Linked DNA regions of Mus musculus: region 1 is linked to region 2. A link is a contact called in public Hi-C data. All regions are on one chromosome and are shown on one strand. Each heading gives the region's core, a stretch centred on a gene start, on an enhancer-like site or on the middle of the called end of the contact. The rest is flanking DNA. Distances are from core to core; before and after follow the strand shown. Region 1 has its middle 6.0 kb from the start of Runx1t1. Region 2 has its middle 110 kb from the start of Gm46881.

Region 1 (3,188 bases), core at 109-2,608, 370 kb before region 2:
TGGTCCTTGGAGAAATCCTACTCTATTGGGCCAGGGGAAGGCAGGGAGCTAGATGGCTATAACACAGCTCTACAGTTCATCTTTGTCTTATGACAAACTCAGTTTGACTTTTTCTTTTTTATCTCTGTTAGCTTATGTGGGTTAATACTGAGCTCTAAAACTAGTGTGAAACTTCCAGCCTCAAAAAAATAATGTCTTCTTAATAAGCCAATCTCTGTGGCATTTTCCTCCATATATATACATACATACATACATACATACATATGCACTGACAATCATTTTGGCAGTTTTTGAAGCAATGTAGCAATGTATTTTATTTTGAATTCTGGTCAACATATGTTATCCAGTGGGTAGGGTGATGCCTATGTTTAATACCAATACTCAGGAGACAGAGTCATGTGAATCTCTGAATTTTTGAAACCAGCCTGGTCTACATAGCAAGTTTCAGGCCAGTCAGAACTGCACAGTAAGACTTTATGAATGGGAGACAAAAAGAGAGAGACAGAAACAGAGACAGAGAGGGAGACACAGAGAGAGAAACAGAAGGAAAGAGAAAGAGAAAAAAAGAAGAAAACCTCAAATATATACACACTCCGCATATGAAAGCAAATATGTCTGTTATTATGTGCACACTGTGTAGGTTTACTAGTATTTGTGCAAAATGAAATCTCAAAAATATCACTTGCTAACAGAAAATAGAACCTGTATCTGTAATTATTATTTGTTTATAATAGTGGCCATGATCTTATACTAGCACAGTATATTTATTATTGTATATCTTTTATAATTGACAACTTTTGACTCTCAGACCTAACATTTAAGAAATTCTAAAATCTGAAAACTGTTTTTAACACACATTGGTTGAACATTATTTTATGTAAATGAGACTTAAATGTACTAATGTTCTTAAAAGTAGATTTCTCTGCAGGAAAAATGGTCTAAATTCTTTCTTTTCAGCTTTTAAATAAAACAACACTTAGGTTCTTAGCCCTAGTGAGGAATCCTAGCTTTATAGACTCTTTTAGCATAAAATATCATCTTCCAATTTAAACAAATTTAAAAAAGAGATCTGTAAAAGACCCACCTGCACACCAATTTGCAAAGAAGTTACCATTTCCATCTCGTTTTCCAACCACAAAACCCACTGGGTTAAAAGAGAAGGTACCTAGCAGCTCAGCCCTATCCTGTGACACAGCTTGTAACACTATATGGAAAACCTTTGTCTCGATGTCATCACCCTCCCATCTTGACTAATGGCTAGTTAGTTTTGTTAAAATGCAAGGGTGATGGCGTATGCTCCAGTGAACTTCCCCTCCTCTCAGCACCAGAGACAAAAACCTGCAGCTCTGCTGTGTGCAGGCAGCCATCTGGACAGCTTTCCCTCAAAGCCCAGCCCACACCACACTGCAGGCAAAATCAGAGGGCTCCAGAGCTCTGTGGGGCTATTCATGACATACCAATTTCACATTTTCTGCTTGTAGGCTTGCAACAATAAATGCTAATGAGGACCATGAATGACAGTGTTAAAGACAATAAAAAGGTCTCCAAATCCCTTGCATATGGAGACACTGTTTTCAAAACTTCACCTTCTGTTACAGCGATGTAAGAATCTAAGGGATTAAAAAAATAATAATAACCTAAGGAAAGCAGTAAGCTGATCAAAGCACAACTGAATTCTTAAGATTGCCAGAGAAAGCAGTCTGTACAAGGCCAGCAAACAACAGATATTACCAACCCCATGAATGCATAAGGCACCGTTAGTCTCTACCTTTGTGTCTTGGACATGAAGCTCAATGAGAAAAAAACCTTTCTGCTAAACACTGACACACCACCACCTTTGAGCCTGAGAAGCAGTTCTGCAAAAATGATTATAATCAGCCCGATGCCTGTCATCATTCTTTGACTTAGTAGTAAACATTCAACGTATTTTTAAATCAGCGAAAATGCAAGCTGGTTCTCTTCTGATAACATCTATCCTTAAAACCAATCCAATAGTAGAGGCTTAGAGGAGTGGAACAAGTTCAAATCCAGGCTAATTTACAGAGCAAGATCGGAACCAGCTGGGGCTCCAGAATAAGTAATACTAAGTGTGGAACTGGTAATGATGGCCCTATGCAGGGGGATTTCATGTGAGGGTTACTTTCGGAATATTCCAAATTTCCGAAAACGAACATACATATGTTTGAACCACATGGATTCTATATAATATACATTTCTTTCAATGCAATGAAATTACAGAACAAAAACCATAAACATAGGAATATTTTAAACACCAACAAGACTCTTGCTATGCTCAGAGGAACTGTGTAGTGGTTAATTCTTTTCATTAACACAGACTTAAACACTTTCAGCAAAATCCACCAGGTGGAGCAAGGACACAGCAATACAAGAGCCCACATTTTTTTTTTCTGATCATATTTTTTTCCTCAGCACTTTTTAATCTCTAACAAACTCCCATCACCTTTTCTCCATATTGCAAATTCTTCAAATCTATACACATACACTAATTTGTTACATTTGTATGTAGATTCAAACTTTAAAAAGAAAAACCCACTTTTAGCTAGAATGAGTTTTATTACCAAATTCCATCCCTAACTGTGCTTTCTCTGTCCAGAGGTCCCAGTATAGCACATCTGCTACAGCACCAAGACAAAATGACTCCAGCGGCGTTCGCACCCATCCGCCCCACCACACTGCTGTATATTGGAATATAGAAAATACAGTAGCGCTTCAAATCTTTGAACCTCAGCTCAGTTCGCTTAGCAAATTCAGCACTTCAACTTACTAAGATTATTCATTTATACCTCATTAACGTTTTCAGAAAGTTTGTCAAGATTGCCTTTTATGTGAAAAGGTCCCTTTTCCACTGCTGTGGGTACACTGACAACAGAACTAGATCACTGGCCCAGCTGGCAACCTGCTCTTGGCCAGAGCAACCCCTACCCATCCTCTCCTCCGCCACACCACCTGTTCCTGTCCATTTCAGCCCAGATTAACAGAGCAAGCTCACCTGAAAACCACAACTAGCCATTTGTCTTTCAGTCTTTCTCAGTCCTCTCTTAGTGAACTCAGTGCCCTGCTGATAATAGCACTGGGCTGTTCTCACCTGCATTCTGAAAAACTATGGGGGGGTCGGGGGTGGGTCGGGTGATAAAACCTAGCAAAACTTGGGGAGCTCAGGAGGCAGG
Region 2 (3,364 bases), core at 192-2,691:
CTATTAGCATTATTTTCCTTTCTTCTCTCTTCCTTTCCCCTTTCTTATTTATTTATTTACTTTTTTTCCCCTCTTACATCCCAAGCCAGATCTCCAGTTCTCTGAAGCAACCCTTAATCAAGCTCCCCAAAGGCCTACGACTGCATGCAGCAATTTCTCCCCTGCTCTCAGCACAGATGTTTCGCGCACATTCCATTACACCTACAAGCCATTACAGCTAATGGCTTATTCTGATGAAGAAAGCTGCTTTCTGCTCAGTGCAGCAAAGGGGAAAATCTCCTCCTGTACAGTTCGATCCCTGTAACAATGAGATGTGGGGGCAGGTGGCACAACAGAACTCTCTAATGTTAATTACATACTGTATTACCCCCAAATTTGGCTGGTCATTAATTATGCTAATTTACCTTGCTCAAAATTAGCACCATCAATGTGAACATTTGAGCAGATTATAGTAAAATGTAGTCTATCACGGTTGCTTGTAAAGCCTGAACCTTTGAAGCCATCCACAGAAAGATTATTGTTACTAGACAGAAAACCTTAAGGAGAAATGGGTGGTGGTGAGGCTTGGTCCCATTTGTGGAAAACATCCTAAAACTTCAGGAAGACAATATGAAGAGGAAATAATTTGACTAAGTCCTGGCTAATATGTTCTTTATTAATTGCTAGGTGTAGAAAGATTAGTTTAAAATAGAAAACATCAAGAAAAATAAGGCTGCTATGTTTTGGATTGAACACAAATCACAGGTGTTATTTTGAAACAGAATGCAGGAACTGTGGAAAATAACATTTTCTGGCAGGGTTTGGAGTTTTAACACTATGGAGTGTAGTGAGTTCCCTGTATTCATTTTTCATAGAAACTTGATAAGGACAGATGTGAATTGTCTTCAACAGCTCCTATCGTCAGAGACTGTATTTCTTTTATTTATTGCTCTATTAAAAATTAACATGTCTCCCCTTCTAACTAATGCTCAGATTTTCCATATTGATTACAGACTTAATAAAGTGTGTGAATCTGGTTAGGCTTATTTTTTCCATGTGAATTAAATAAGTACAATTGCATTTTGGCCTGGTGAAATTGATTGGATTTCAGAAGCAAATAGAATATCTTTTCGATGGGGTGAACAGCCTCCATTTCCTCTTCAAGGCTGCTATATCCTTCTATCCATCTCCAAGAAGCCATCATCATATTAACATAGATGACAGTCTGGCAAGGAGGTGCTGATCAAAGATAAATTTCACACTCGCACTTCGCATTTTCTAATTACACCATCTGTGTCAGACTCTTTCGTGGCAGTTCTGCCCAATCTGTCAAATGCTGCGTGCCTGTGGGAATGCAGAGGAGCTGAAAAAATCGCCCCGTCTCCCTCCCCCCTCCCAGCCTATCCATCACCCCCAATCGGAGCTGGGCAGAGATATTAGTCTAATTGGGGACCAGAATGAAAGTTCCAGGTTGCAGGGGAGATGAAGTGTTTGGGGAACGCAAGACATGAGATTGCAATTTGAATCATATTATAGGGCCTGCCCTAGCTTGTCTGGGAGCAGGCTGAGAGCAAGCCATGCGTGCAATATCAGGAGACCAGGGAGAGGGCAGGAGAATGCTTTTTTTTTTTTTTCTTTTTTTTTTTTTATTTTAAGAATCATGAATGAGAAAGTGTCTTCTTTCATTTCTCTGTTTCTTCCAGGCATATTAAGGATAAATGATTGTGAGCAGGCACTGATGGGAAGTGGTCATCCTTTTATTGTAAGAGTAAGGAGTTAAATAGAATGACCTAGCTGATAAGGCTAAATCTAATCTAATCAAGACCAGGCAAATCCGTCCAACAGTTCTACCTAAGTTAAAAAAAAAAAAAAAAAAAAAAAAAGTAATTCTTGGGGGATGCACTTTCAGACCTTTGGACACAATTGGTGAAATGCAAGAAACATAGAAGGCTGCTAGTGACTTTAATAATAATAATAATAATAATAATAATAATAATAATAATAGTTTTCAAATGCTTAGTAAAGTTCAATTGGACTTTGATCTCTTCTGTATTAATTTACGGTGACAAAGACCATGAAATATCAAAGAAAAATGAAATGATTGCCCTTTGAAACTAGTACCATGGCATAGCTATTTCTAGTTATTGATTTCTTTTTGCCCCAGGTTGCTGCCTTGAAGTCTTGTTGCATCTGATGCCAAGGTAAGTAAATAAGACAAATAAGTCATTTTAACTCTTCAGTGGGTGGACTCAGTTGTGTTTACTGAATCATTGGTCTGCTATCAAACCAGGAATTCCTCTCACTCTCCTTTCTTCCTCAACAGTATTATTTTTTCCTACAATCACTTTTTGTCCTACATTTCTCCATAGAGAACGTTGAGGATGGACAGAAAACAGGAGAGTCAACAAGAGAAAACTTTGCCTGTAGACCTAACTCTGCCATTTTTCCAATTCTGTTTTCTATGCATGTCATACCTTCCACTTCATAAGTCTGAGACATACACAAAAGCCTTGTGAAGATTTTCAAGCATCCCGAGAGCTCTAAGGTCACGTGATCTATGCGTTTGTTTATACCTTGTCTTGAATGAGGTGATATTTGAAGTATCTCTTTAATTATACTCAATTTGAAATTTTTCACTCCAAATGTACTCACTATCTTAGTGTCTTGATGCTAAAGGAGGACCTGTTTGTCCTCATTCTGTCCCATGGGAAATCACCTCATGAAGGAAAGGGGATTTGCATAATTCTTTGTCTTTCACATTGTACATGGTTACAATTTTATTGTTGACCTCTATTAAACATTAAGTATTAAATATTAAATAGCACCATTAAGTACCATTGGTAAATTTAATACTTGGACAGAAAGCAGAGTCTATTTGAGTAATCAAATGAGCACAAACTGGGAGCTCTGACATGATTCTACTTGTGAGGGGCAAAAGTTCACAACAACATGGCTCTTGAATAGGTCCTTATTTGTGGGAAATTGGAATCTTGTAAACAAAAAATCCATAGTTTTTCTTAGACTCTAGAAGTTTTCCTGGGCATAGCAACATAATGCAAATAGTTCCTGGAGTTTTCATCATGAAGATAGAACTGAATCTTTTGAAGACACATCTACTCTAACCATAGTGTGTCTGTGTGTGTGTGTGTGTGTGTGTGTGTGTGTGTGTGATCATAACTCAAGAATTTGGGAAAATGTGAGAAAGGACAATAAAAGAGGAAATGGAAGCTTAGAGACTATACACTAACTAAGTACAAAAGAGATGACCTACAGATTAGAAAATTCTAAGCGGTTTTCTATTGGAGTTGTGTCCAATATTAAAGGAAATGTTCTTCCTCTCAAAGCTTTTGATCGTACTGAGCCTGGATATCAATGAGGGAACCAC

Evidence for each region. Hi-C and Micro-C count contacts between places; a contact is called where the count stands out from the background.
Region 1: a Hi-C map of cerebellar granule neurons shows a contact between it and region 2, with 3 times the contacts expected there. The contact joins two enhancer-like sites. A contact is called at or near these places in 1 of 15 datasets of contacts at CTCF or cohesin (pro-B cells), 2 of 484 Hi-C or Micro-C datasets (the HPC-7 cell line and cerebellar granule neurons), 1 of 115 datasets of contacts at active chromatin or transcription factors (astrocytes) and 1 of 9 other capture datasets (embryonic tail).

What each region holds. Positions count from the first base shown.
Region 1 is chr4:13,777,216-13,780,403 of GRCm38.p6, reverse strand. It overlaps a transcript of Runx1t1 not described here. Among named protein-coding and RNA genes, the nearest start is that of Runx1t1, 6.0 kb to the left of the region's middle. Within about 2 kb of position 1,358, at least 41 of the 459 cell types and tissues checked have an H3K27ac peak or open chromatin away from gene starts, as enhancers often do. A contact at or near this core is called in cerebellar granule neurons, where this site is marked.
Region 2 is chr4:13,406,433-13,409,796 of GRCm38.p6, reverse strand. No RefSeq gene overlaps it. Among named protein-coding and RNA genes, the nearest start is that of Gm46881, 110 kb to the left of the region's middle. Within about 2 kb of position 1,441, at least 27 of the 459 cell types and tissues checked have an H3K27ac peak or open chromatin away from gene starts, as enhancers often do. A contact at or near this core is called in cerebellar granule neurons, where this site is marked.